Linked DNA regions of Hordeum vulgare: all the other regions are linked to region 2. Evidence: chromatin contacts called from public Hi-C data. All regions are on one chromosome and are shown on one strand. Each heading gives the region's core, a stretch centred on a gene start, on an enhancer-like site or on the middle of the called end of the contact. The rest is flanking DNA. Distances are from core to core; before and after follow the strand shown.

The links. A called contact is a pair of places that touch in the nucleus more often than the background predicts.
Region 1: a contact with region 2 is called in a Hi-C map of seedling, with 7 times the contacts expected there. The contact joins the promoter of LOC123401976 here to the promoter of LOC123403129 in region 2. A contact is called at or near these places in 2 of 6 Hi-C or Micro-C datasets (leaf and seedling).
Region 3: a Hi-C map of leaf shows a contact between it and region 2, with 5 times the contacts expected there. The contact joins the promoter of LOC123402079 here to the promoter of LOC123403129 in region 2. A contact is called at or near these places in 2 of 6 Hi-C or Micro-C datasets (leaf and seedling) and 1 of 1 datasets of contacts at active chromatin or transcription factors (embryo).
Region 4: a Hi-C map of seedling shows a contact between it and region 2, with 1.7 times the contacts expected there. The contact joins the promoter of LOC123401621 here to the promoter of LOC123403129 in region 2. A contact is called at or near these places in 1 of 6 Hi-C or Micro-C datasets (seedling) and 1 of 1 datasets of contacts at active chromatin or transcription factors (embryo).

What each region holds. Positions count from the first base shown.
Region 1 is chr6H:491,551,392-491,554,414 of MorexV3_pseudomolecules_assembly, reverse strand. It overlaps LOC123401976 (3-ketoacyl-CoA synthase 5-like), which reads left to right and starts at 1,451. Exons shown (of 1, transcript XM_045095841.1): 1 at 1,451-3,023. The coding sequence starts at 1,568. The coding sequence ends at 3,022.
Region 2 is chr6H:492,099,496-492,102,622 of MorexV3_pseudomolecules_assembly, reverse strand. LOC123403129 (ADP-ribosylation factor-like protein 8c) reads left to right here and starts at 1,615. Exons shown (of 6, transcript XM_045097091.1): 1 at 1,615-1,816; 2 at 2,680-2,761; 3 at 2,850-2,882; 4 at 2,973-3,094. The coding sequence starts at 1,779.
Region 3 is chr6H:491,294,788-491,298,235 of MorexV3_pseudomolecules_assembly, reverse strand. It overlaps LOC123402079, which reads left to right and starts at 2,058. Exons shown (of 2, transcript XM_045095946.1): 1 at 2,058-3,131. The coding sequence starts at 2,433.
Region 4 is chr6H:491,351,972-491,355,181 of MorexV3_pseudomolecules_assembly, reverse strand. LOC123401621 (U-box domain-containing protein 11-like) reads left to right here and starts at 1,884. Exons shown (of 4, transcript XM_045095456.1): 1 at 1,884-2,567. The coding sequence starts at 2,271.

The DNA of each region.
Region 1 (3,023 bases), core at 202-2,701, 550 kb after region 2:
AGCTCCAAAAAGAATGGTTTGCTTATGATGATTTGTTCCAAGTAGTGGTGCAAAAGGCATTTCAAACTTGTTTGTCTGAAATGTTGTGTCAAAGGACAAAACATCACCAAAGCAAGCGTAGTCCATGATAGCTTGACCATCTGCCCAAAAAAAATTAGCTATCCGGCAATCCTCTTCGTATAATTGTATAGCATAAAAAAAAGAAGGATCATTTAAGTGCTTGTTTTTCAAGAATTCCAGCAATGTTTGCGCATCATTAACTTCCAGATACTTCCTACGCTCACGACCAATATGGTTATTGGAATCCATCCGCAAGAAAGGTACATTATGGGGTCCTTTATACCACTGCTTGAAAAAATTGTACACTTCAGCTGGCTTTATTCCGGCTTCACGCATCTCACCAATCACAAGTTTACCGGACGCTGCAATACGACGTTGCGACCTCAACATGTGCCTCTTATCTGGACTTGCGAAATCATGGTTGTGCTCAAGAAGAACCTTTTGCACATTCCAAACGCCATCAGGAGAAATACTCAGCTGAACACGGGCATTGCAATCACACCTTGTGGTTGCATTTTCATTCTTGGTGTGATGTGATGAATGAGTTTCTCGCTCACCTTGTTTGCTGCAAACCAAATGTTTCTGATAAACGGTTCCATCTCGTCTCAACTTCGTGTGGCTCCTTCGAATGCTGAACCCAACTTTACAAGCATAATTATTGTAAAAATCGTATGCCTCCTCCTCAAACTTAAATGCCATTCCAACTCTAGGAACAGGTATGGTTTTAACATTGACACAGCCACTTCCATGAAGATCGTCGTCGCCAGCGCTGCTTCCATGAAGGTCTGCTGCCGCTGCTTCCATGTGGACGCCGCCACTTCCATGAAGATCGTCGTCGCCAGCGCATGGACGGGTAGCCATGGGGACAGGTCTGCTGCCGCTGCTTCCATGAAGGCCTGCTGCCGCTGCTTCCATGTGGACGCCGCCACTGCTTCCGTGAGGGACGACGAGCACGTCGTCATCACCGGCGAAAGGAGAGGTCTCCATGGGAGACATGGCGGCAGTGCCCAGGTTTGGCGCCGGGGAAATGTTGCTACGACGGCGCCTCCACGTCGGGCGCGGCGGAGACTGCAGGTGAGAAGATTGCTACCTTCTGGTTACGTTTGTTGGACGGAAGGTATTGATTAGATTGATATTGTGTCGTATCCATACTATAAATACGTATCAACTGATTAGGGTATTTTAAGCAGCTTTAAGATGTGTGCAAACAATGACGTGTCAAAATCTGAAGAGGGGCTTGAGACCCGGCACTATGAGGCCCCGTCCCATAGAATTTTCTTCCCCTCTAACCACTTCTATAGTGTGATCTCTTCTCGGAGCGACAGGCTCGGGCTCCACCTGCGGGGTCCCGGTACCCGGAGTTTCGCTTCTTTAAATTCTCCCTCCCGGCTTTCTCCTCGCCTCCCACCGCGAGCCAAGCGACACACACACCCACGAGGCCACAGAGCTACAGCTGCTCCCAACACAGACGCGAGCGCACGCAAACGATACAGAGCGCACCGTTAGCATGAGCTCGTCGGCGCAGCTCAAGCGGCTGTACCAGCTGGCGGTGAGCAACATCGTGGCCATCGTGGCAGTGCCCTTCGCCGCCTCGGCCCTGCTCAAGGCGGCGGAGCTAGGGCCCGATGAGCTGCTCGCCCGGCTGCGCGCGCTCCGGCCCGTGCACATGTTCCTCGCCGCGTTCGTCCCGTCCGCGGCGGCCGCCGTCTACCTCAAGCTCCGGCCGCGCGCGGTGTACATGGTGGACTACGCGTGCTTCCGCACCAGCCCCAGCTGCCGCGTCCCGTTCGCCGCGTTCGAGGAGCACGCCCGCGTGTGGCCGGGCTTCGACGAGCGCAGCGTGCGCTTCATGTCGCGCTTGCTCGAGCGCTCGGGGCTCGGGGAGGAGACCTGCCTCCCCTACGCGCAGCACTACATCCCGCCGTCCTGCGACCTCGAGTCCTCCCGCGCCGAGGCCGAGCTCATCGTCTTCTCCGCCATCGACGACCTGCTCGCCAAGACCAAGGTCGCCCCGGTGGACATCGACATCCTCGTCGTCAACTGCAGCCTCTTCGCGCCAACGCCGTCTTTCGCCGACATGATCGTCAACCGGTACAACCTGCGCAAGGACGTGCGCAACGTGCACCTCGCCGGGATGGGGTGCAGCGCCGGTCTCATCTCCGTGGGGCTCGCCCGGAACCTGCTGCAGGTCGCTCCCAGGGGCTCGAACGCGCTGGTGGTGTCGACGGAGACCATCACGCCCAACTACTACATGGGCAAGGAGCGCGCCATGCTCCTGCCCAACTGCCTCTTCCGCATGGGCGGCGCCGCCGTGCTCCTCTCCACCAACGGCGCCAACGCGCGGTTCCGGCTGGCGCGGGTGGTGCGGACGCTGACCGGGTCCCAGGACGGCGCGTACCGCTGCGTGTACCAGGAGGAGGACGAGCGCGGCAACGTGGGGATAAACCTGTCCAAGGACCTGATGAGCGTCGCCGGCGAGGCGCTGAAGGCGAACATCACGGCCATGGGGCCCCTGGTGCTGCCGGCGTCGGAGCAGCTGCTGTTCGCGCTGTCCTTCATCGCGCGCAGGGTGGTGAACCGCGGGATCAAGCCGTACATCCCGGACTTCCGCACGGCGTTCGAGCACTTCTGCATCCACGCGGGCGGGCGGGCGGTGATCGACGAGCTGCAGCGCAGCCTGACGCTGTCGGACGAGCAGGTGGAGGCGTCGCGGATGACGCTGCACCGGTTCGGCAACACGTCGAGCAGCTCGCTGTGGTACGAGCTGGCGTACGTGGAGGCCAAGGGGCGCATGCGCAAGGGCGACCGCGTGTGGATGATCGGCTTCGGCTCCGGGTTCAAGTGCAACAGCGCCGCCTGGGAGTGCATCCGCCCGCCCGCGGCGCCCGGCGGCGCCGACGGGCCCTGGGCCGCCTGCGTCCACCGCTACCCCGTCGACATCCCCGACGTGCTCAAGCACTAGC
Region 2 (3,127 bases), core at 366-2,865:
AAACTACTACTACCAGGGGAGGAGGTCATCGAGATCAGTACCTGCTTGTTCGACGCGTCCTCGAGTCGTCACAATCGTCGCTGCGTCGCCGATCAACCGCCTGTCGCCATTGCCGTCGCAAGAGGAAAAGAGCAGGGACAGGGAGAGAAAGAAGCAGGGGACAAGGTTGAACTAGGCCCGCCTACTTTTATCAACCCAGTCGTGCGCAGAAACGACCCATCCCGGCAATCCCTACCACGTCGGCAATCCCCGTTTGGAAATCGCTGTGAAGGTTTGATTTAGACCGGGATCTAAGAGTTTATGACACAAACGACAGAGATTTCGAGTTCAGGTACGATTCGCCGAAGCACTACCAGTTCAAGGTTTAAAATAAACTTTTTCTTTTGCACGTGCAACCCAACGGATGACCAAAATACGTGTATCCGTACGGGTCGGACGCTAGGCACGGAGTCACACCAGCCGCAGTCGAGTACTCGAGGTGCAGGAAGGTGCAAAATCACGACGACTTGGCCGTTCGCGATGATATTTTCAGGTTGTTGTCAAGCGGCTGCACGTGTATGATGCGCCTAAAAAATGTATTTTCACCAAATTAAGTCCGATCTGCTCTGCGCTCGAACTTCTTTTAATGAGGGGACATTTGTTTGACGCGATTTTGTCCTTCCTATTTCCAGAAGGTATATTAAATGTCGTACATCATATGTCACTGAAACGATGTAGTAGTGCAGCGCCATCCTAGAAATAATACACAGTAGCGGCAAAACTTAAACAATAGTTAAAAGAAAAATATTGTGAGTAGTCAAACTGAAAACCTCCTGCAAGTGAGCACCGGAATTCCCGGGATCTTCTAAATAACATAGAAAAAAAACTAAAATTCGAATCATTTTTTATAAATAGCGAAAATACAAAGAATTTTTTGAATATGCAGAACATTTTAAAACACTTTAGAATATTTTTGACAATTTCAGAACTTTTTTTGAAATATGGAAATTTCTAAAATTTAAAAGCATATTTTTTTTGGGCACGAGAACATTTTTTGAAATCGGAACAAAAATTTAACATTATACAAAATTTAACATTGTTGAAAACGAAAGTTCACAAATCAAAAATTTGAAACCGCTGTTCTGGGGTTTTAGGGTTTAAGACATTGTTAAATTTTTTTAAAAATGAAGACAAATACACATCAAAAAATAAAAAGTATAAAAATATAAATGGATACAAAAAAACGAAAAACAAGAAACAGCGAACTAGGTTGCTGGGCTTGAAGCAATCCCCGCGCGTGCAGCGCAGTCAACCACGGCCTATTTTCTGAAGAAAAAAAATCTCGATCAGCCTTTGCAATCCCGGTTTGACAGACAATCTCAGGATTTAATTTAGACCGGAATTACATAGTTCAGGATACAATCGACCGAGATTTTGATTTTGGGTTCATTTCACCGAACCTCTACGAGTTCAGATGTAAAATTGGATTTTTTCCTATATATATCCTACGGCCAAAAAGAGTTGTGGCACATGAATCCACGGCCAGGAGAGTCCAAGACGACACCTCTGGATTCAGGTTCGGATTATTCGTGCACGCCGCTCGGCCGCTGTGCCGCTTACCGCCCGTGACACGGATGCTATTGCTCGTAGGGTGTCCTTCGCTGCAGCCAACGCACGTCTCCTGTCGTCTCGTCCTCGTCTTCCTTCCTCCTCCCCAATCGGCAACCGCGGATTCCCTTCCTCCTCGATAGATCCGGCGGGCGCACGGGCGACGGCCTCGAGCTGCGACAGAAGGCGCCATGGGGCTCTGGGACTCGCTCCTCAACTGGCTCCGAAGGTTCCCGTCTAGCTCTCTCCGCCCCTTCCGTTTCGCTCGATGTTTTCGCGGTTCCAACGGGACGGCCCCCCTCCCGGCGGAATTCCAGTTCCCCCCTTCGATTTGATTATGATCGGTACTTGTAGTATGTCTTCCTTTTTTATTGTGGGATGGGTTTGGATGGATCGGATTTCCCTGCGCGGCGGGATGATGCGGCTGGGTCGGGGGCTGGAGTCGGTCTTTGCTCTGCGCAGTTAGATCCACGTTAGATCAAGCTAATGTAGAGCATACTCATTCGGAAGGTAGCCTTTGGTGTACTGACCTAGTATAATAAGCTTAATAATATCTTAATAGACATTGATGTGGTTAGGGTCTCTGAATCGTAGAGGGAGTAATTTTGAACTTGATACCATACTGTTTTTAACAAGCATGCTTTTGAAGAGCATTCCACAGTTCATTGCAGTTTGAAGCCAATCAGGGCTTACATTCTTAAAACGAATGTTATCCTGGCCTTATGGATATTGGAGATGTCGAAGCTCCCTTTGTGAGAAGAAACTTCTGGAACTAATCATTTCGGTTGAATTTGCTACAGTTAAGGTTATAGGGTGAGAGTGGATGTTTGGAGTTCTACAGTCAGGATCCAATCCTGAGTAATCTTTGCTGTTGTTCTTGATGTTCTAAACTGTCAGTTAGGTTAGTCCAGCTCATGTTGGTGAATCAGATTGAGATCAAGTTTTACTACCCAGTTTAGTCTATGCTATATGGGTATCCGGACTATACCAATCATGAAACTTGAAGATGTGCCAATAATAATACTGAGTTGCCTTTGAAGGATGACCAATCAGTCAAAATTAACTCATGGGAGTAACATTTTTTTGTTTCAGCCTGTTCTTTAAGCAGGAGATGGAGCTCTCCCTGGTTGGCCTACAGAATGCTGGGAAGACATCTCTAGTCAATTCAATTGCTGTATGCATCAACTCACACAACTTAAGCTATGCAACATTTATTTTTCTTTGTTGTCCTGATATTCACTCATGGCTGCTATGCTTCTCAGACTGGTGGCTACAGTGAGGACATGATTCCAACTGTATGTATATCACTGCTTCTTGATGAATATTTTGAACCATCTCGATTATCTAAGTGACCTGAAGTAAGGATGTTCATCTGCTCAAAACAGGTAGGCTTTAATATGCGGAAAGTCACTAAGGGAAATGTCACAATTAAACTTTGGGATCTTGGAGGGCAACGCAGATTCCGAACTATGTGGGAGCGCTACTGTCGCGGTGTTACTGCTATTCTGTAATGTCCCTTGCTTCTCAGAGATCTCATATT
Region 3 (3,448 bases), core at 809-3,308, 800 kb after region 2:
AAACACCGACAAGACAAGGAAGAGGAAATGAACGCCTTCATGAAGATTCAAAGGATGCTTGAGATGGAGGCGGAGAAGCAAACTAGGATGCTTGAGATGGAGGCGGAGAAGGAAACCAGGATGCTTGAGATGAAGGTGGAGAAGCAAGCCAAGATGGTAAAGATCAAGGCCGCCAATGCCAAGACCAAGGCGAAAGAAGTGGCTCTCGCTAGCATGATGACGGGGATGGAGATCATGAAGATGGATCTCGACACCGTGTCGGCAATAAAAAGGTCGTGGTTCGAGAAGATGCAGGTCGACATGCTCAAGTTCGATAACGAGTGATCTATGACGTCGAGCGCCATACTTTTTGTATGCTCACAAGTGTGCTGGCATGACCACGGCCACGATGGCGTGGTCGAACTCCCGTCCTTTTTTGTCTGCTGGCATGTGTGCCGGCCGCTGGCAAGTGCGCTAGTATGAGTTGCTTTTTGAAGCTGACATTGTATGCCGGTCGGTGGCAATGGTGCCGGTATTAACTTTGGATGATGACAAGATCGCTCGCTTGATCTACTTTTCAAATGTGTGCGTGAACATTAAATTGATCCCTAGCGCACTGCCGACCCAAATCTTAAACAGGACGGGCGCGAGTGGACGGCTAATCCAAATGAAAAAAAACGGATAAATCCGTTTGAGTCGACGCGTTCGAATTTCTCTAAATCTCGCATCGTCATCATCTCTTCTGTTCCAATCCAATTCGTTAGAGGTCGCAAGTATATCCATCTGGACATGACAGCAACAAAGGTGATCCCGGTTTGAAAAGCCACATCGTAATCCTGACTCTTTTTCAGAACAGTGACGCGGGTATGGACAACGACGAACTGACGATGACATGCATGGACCGATGCGATTTTCTGTTCACGGCTTGATTGAGACTGTGTAGTCCCTTATGAACATTTGACTTGCCATGGCATCCGTTGAGATAGCCTGTGGCCGTACGTGCATCTGCTGTGATGTATGTGTTCACTAACTCACATATATACGGTTTAAGCAGCAGCGCGCTCGCAGATAGAGGAGGTGACGCTGCTACGTGCCGTTGATGATTCGCTTTCGTGGTGCGGTCACAGGCGACCCAAAGATATATGATCGCCCGGTTTGTCAGCTTGCGACGACGGACGCGATGCGCCATGCGATGGTCATGGCAGCGACAGGAAACCGAAGATTGTATGCCCGATTACGTACGCAGCGCAGGCCGCCGTACCAGGCGATGAAAGTAACCAAAATAGTGTATGCATTTTGAAGGGGCTAGCTGTACGTACGCCTGTAGTACATTGCGAGAAGAGAGCAGGCAACCATAAATGGCGCTACGTACAATGGCGGATCACCATATGCAGGGAGGTTCCGGCATATAGAGCAGTGCCGTGCGTAGATTAGTAGTAGCACAAAAAAAGGTTGATGGGTTCGGAACAGACAAAAAGAGGGTATCGATTTGACAGTGGAAGCCGTCTTGATCGGCCTACCGACACCGCACAGGAGTCGTCCCTTGAGAAGCGGTGAGATGCAGCCCCCGACGCAGGATTCAGTTGACATCTTATCGTGTCTTTAAGAGATCTATATCTATGGCTTGACCTACACACACCTACAGTTACTACATCTTGCTTGTTCCGAGAGCTAACGACCAACCAGATTTGTACTAGTAATTCTAATTCCAGAACCGGAGCGGATCGGTGGCGCCCGATGGATCGATTGTTCACATTAACGCGATCATGGATATGGAAAGGAAGTCGGGTGGGGTGACTACCGTACTAACTTGAATCACACTTAGCCGCTCGCTTTACAGTTCACGGTTGGGCAGCGTTGGCGAAAGAGCTAAAGCCAACACGTTACTACACGCACATCCTGTCACAACCCACGATCGTGTCGTGAGTAACCACACACAATGGAAACCAGCCCCGATATTCCCCTGCGCAGATCCCGTTCGTCCCAACGCTTTCACATGCGTGCACACTCCCTCCCTCCCTCCCTTCTGCTACCACCACCGCTCTACCTTGATAAGATAACCGTGTGTATTCCCGGTGGCCATGATTTCGAGCTGTGAACCGGTTGAGTCTGTCTCCGTGCTGCTGCGAGTGCCTGATGATAATCATTCACACGCAGACGGACGGACGCTGCCTCAACCACGCCCCGGCAATCTGCATCCAAAGGCGGGAAACGCAACGCAAGAGAGACAAGCGTACCACCTCGGCATCCCCATAAAATACGCCCCCCGTCACCTTTGACCCCTCCACCTTTCGCCACCACTCCCCCAGTTTCCCTTCCTTTTATAAAACAAACCAACAAACAAAAGATCACCACGCACAGGCCCAGACATACGACGCCTCCCTCAAGAACCAAGACCGAACGCACGCCGGCCGGCGCGCACCACCACCACCAAGCCCGAGGCCACCGAGGGGATGGGGAACAGCATTGGGGCGAAGAGGAAGGGGGCCAAGGTGATGCAGCTGGACGGGACGTCCTTCCGGGTGAAGACGCCGGCGGCGGCGGCGTCCGACGTGCTGCGCGACCACCCGGGCTTCCAGCTGCTGGAGGCGGAGGAGGTCAAGCTGCTGGGCGCGCGGGCGCGGCCGCTGGCGCCCGACGCGCCGCTGCGCCGGGGACGGCTCTACTTCCTCGTGGCGCTCCCGCGCCGCCCGGCCGCGGGGCCGCCGCGCCGGGCGTGGTCGGGCAACCTCCGCGTCGGCGCGCGCGAGCGGCTCGAGTCGCTCATGCTCGCCCGCCGCTCCACCTCCGACCTCTCCTCCTTCCAGGGCGTCGCCTCCGCGTCCGCCCCCGCCTCCCCGCTCCCCGGCGGCACCCCCGTGCGGCTCAGGATGCGCCTCCCCAAGGCGCAGGTGGAGAAGCTGATGGGGGAGAGCCGGGACGCGGCCGAGGCGGCGGCCAAGATCATGGAGCTCTGCGCGGCCGTGGGCGACGGCGGCGCCTGCAGCGCCAAGGTGACGCCCGAGAGGCCGCCCGGCATCCTGCGCAGCCCGCGGTTCGCCGCCACGCCCGACTGGGGCTCCGGCTTCATGCTCCCCAACCCCAAGTCGGCCCCCGGCGCGCCGCCCAAGACGCCGCAGAGGTGGCCCACGCTGCCCCGCACCAAGGAGGAGGTAACCACCATTACTATCTTCAAGATTTCAATCAATTAGCCCCATCCATTCTCCACGTGCATTGCATCACTGCGTGTCCCCTTATGCGCACTTCGTGCAACAAGAATTATATTAACTCTGAACAAGATCTACATTACATTTTTTACTTGCTGTAGTAGAATTTGCGAGCTATCCTCACCTTGACAGATATTGTATGTGAAAAAGCAGAAATCTTGGCCAGCAAATGCGTGGTACAGTACAGTAGAATTCTTGGGTTTTGTTGGATCGGTGGTTACCGTGGCACAAAAGCACCCACTACTAGCACCGGTGTAGCGTGG
Region 4 (3,210 bases), core at 635-3,134, 750 kb after region 2:
GCGAACTTTCCGTCTGCTGGAGTCTGGGATCTGTGTTCAAGAAACTCTTCCAAGGGCAATGGTTCGACACCGAGGGCTTTGCTTGTCAACCTAAGACCCGACGACAAGTACGGCAAGACCACGACGAGCGCACTCAATCACACCGGGCACGACAGGGGCGCGCGAGCTATCCAGGTTCGGGCCACCGTGAAGTGTAATACCGTACTCCTATCTTTGTTGGATTACTCCCTAATGGGGAGCTTGCGGCTCGAGGTACACGAGGTGTGGGGGAGAATGGTTCGATACCCTTACATGGAAGCGCCCATGTCCCTTTGTAGTGCCTTGGTCCTCTTCCCCAAAAATACGAGTGGGAAAGAGTGTCCACAGGGCAACAACCCAAAGGGAGACAAATGCCCACGCTTACCCTAACTAAAGACGGTATCCGCCTGATCAAGTAGTCGTCCTGATGCACTCGTGGGATCAGCGATGACGTCCGCCCTGGCTCGCCAATCCGTTCTGATCTTCTTGCACTAAAGAGGAAATAGTTTGGGACCTGCTTTGGGGGAGGCAGACACCCTTGCTTCCTTATCATCAGAGTGGAAACTGGCTTATGCCACGCCCTGTCGTCATTATCCTGACAGCAGGATGTCATCCACGTGACGGGCGGGGAACCCTACGGCTGACGTCGTACGAACATGTCTTGTGAAGTGGCCTCGCAAGGGAGGTCTCGCTAGGCGCTTCTGTACTTGATGGCGTTGGCTAGGCCTAGGCTGGTGGTGAGGGGTCTCGCGAGGCACTTATGTACCTGGTGGCCTTGGCTAGGCCTAGCCTGGTGGTGAGGGGTCTCGCGAGGCGCTTATGTACCTGGTGGCCTTGGCTAGGCCTAGCCTGGTGGTGAGGGGTCTCGCGAGGCGCTTCGGTACTTGGTGGTCTTGGCTAGGCCTAGCCTGGTGGTGAGGGGTCTCGCGAGGCGCTTATGTACCTGGTGGCCTTGGCTAGGCCTAGCCTGGTGGTGAGGGGTCTCGCGAGGCGCTTCGGTACTTGGTGGTCTTGGCTAGGCCTAGCCTGGTGGTGAGGGGTCTCGCGAGGCGCTTCGGTACTTGGTGGCCTTGGCTAGGCCTAGCGTGGAGGCGAGGGGCCTCGCAAGGCTAGCCCCTTGCAAGGCGGCTTCTTCCGGAGCCCTCGCGACCAAGTCATCCTCTGCAGGGCGGCCCAAATATCGCCTTCTGGGCTAGAGGTAATAGAAATGTGCTATCTTGATTTCCACTCGACGGGCACCGCCAAACTCACCTACCAACCTAGATAAAAAGAAAAAAGAAGAAAAAAGAAATAGCATGGTCGTTGACCGAGTCATTGAAATGTGGCATAAATATGCCATATTTCACGCCAAGTCAATATAATTACAAAAAACATTTGCAGTTCATCACAACCTATCCCTACAACGTGTTCGTCAAGTATTGGAATGGATGGAAATCATAATTTAGAGAGAGAAAGAGAGACGTGGGGAGATTAGACACGAACATTCTCGGTCCTGCATTCAGCGTCGAAACAGTATAACACGTACAAATGTAAGAGGGATGTTTTTTTTCCCTTTGTGTGGCCAGCGAAAATTTGCAAAATGTTAGCCGAAAACGATCATGTCAATAAATTTCTCCTAATTCCCACACCTCAGTTATGTAAACGATGTGTGATTTCGCGTCACAACTGTCCCAAAGATCATATCTTGATGAATAACTTCCCTTTTTTTTAAAGAAACGAACAGTTGTACTGTATGTATAACGCGGCAGGCCCTAGTAACGGTGCCGCGTCGTGGGCAGCGGGGCGAGGCGGGCACACGGGATCCGGAACCCGTCGCTCCCCGGGGAGTGCAGCCAGGCGGGCACCGATTTCCTGGCATTAGTTTACTCCGGTCTGCCGCGCCGCGCCCGGGAATCTCTCCTCACGCGAACGGCAGCCCAGTGGCCAGCCACCCCACCCCCAGCTCACCCCCTCCCCTCTCCCCTCCGCACGGCCTGCGCCTCACCGGAGGCCGGGACGGGATCCCTCCCTCCCACTCCCAGCTAGCTGCCGCCAACCTGAGCCCAGCCCCGCATTTCATTAATCCGCAGCCCATCCTCATCCTCATCACCCCTTTCCTTCCCCGAGCAGAGCCCCCTCGCACCACCACCACCACCGCTCCTACATTACTGCGCGACGTTGACATTGGAGGTTGGCATGCCCCCTCCCCCCTCCGCTTCCCCGCCGCTCCCCCTTCCCGTCCTCCGCGCGGAGTCCTGACCCGGGGCGGCGCGATGGCGGCGACGGCCGGGGCGGCCGCGGAGATCGTGCGGGAGATCGCGGCCGTGGGCGCCGCCGACCTGGCCGCCGCCGTCGAGCCGCTGCGGGCCGACTGCCTCCGCCTCGCGCGCAAGGTGTCCCTGCTCACGCACCTCGTCGCCGAGGTCGCCGAGGCGTCGTCTGGGGAGGACGGCGCGTCCGAGCCCGAGGCGACGGCCTGGGTGGCCGACCTGCTCCTGGCGCTCCAGGCCGCCAGGAGGTTCGTCGCGCTCGGCCGCGGGCCGGCGCTCCACACGGGGGCCGCGGATCAGGTGACTGCCGGGGATCTCTTGGTCCAATCAAACCTTCTGCATTGCTCGCTTCTTGACGCGCGGCTCTTGGCCAGATTTCGCCGAACACTTTGAGCGCGATTGCGCGGCGTCTGGTCCGCGCGTTCGTTAGATTGCTCTCTTTTCGGCATGTGATTCGTTTCCGTTGACGATTAGTATACCGGGCAAGATTTTAGAGATTCATTCACGAAAGTTTTACTTTCGCTTGCGCGTAGATCTTTTTGTCCAGCCGCTCCAGTTGCAGCTATTGCGCTGTTATATTTTAACGGCTGTAGATCTTATTAGACTTGGGGGTGCATCTTGATGTGGTCAGATCATGCGTGTCCTCCTATACTTACTTCTATGATGCCTCGATGAGTTTAAACTTGTGCGCACCAGGTAAGAAGAACAAAGGTGTCAAACAAGTAACGTCTTAGCATTCTTAGCATGGACATGTTGACCTGGTTTCCTGCCGTCCCTTTTTTTTTCATTTATCCATCCGAAATGCTCATTGCCATTGCCAATTCGTATTTTGCAACCTTCAATATCTTCTTATCTAATTATTGTTGCTTACTGGAGCCTTTTGATACTCTGGTCTTGTATTTCGTCAAATTAACTTTTGGTCTCAAGACCACACTATGCTGCT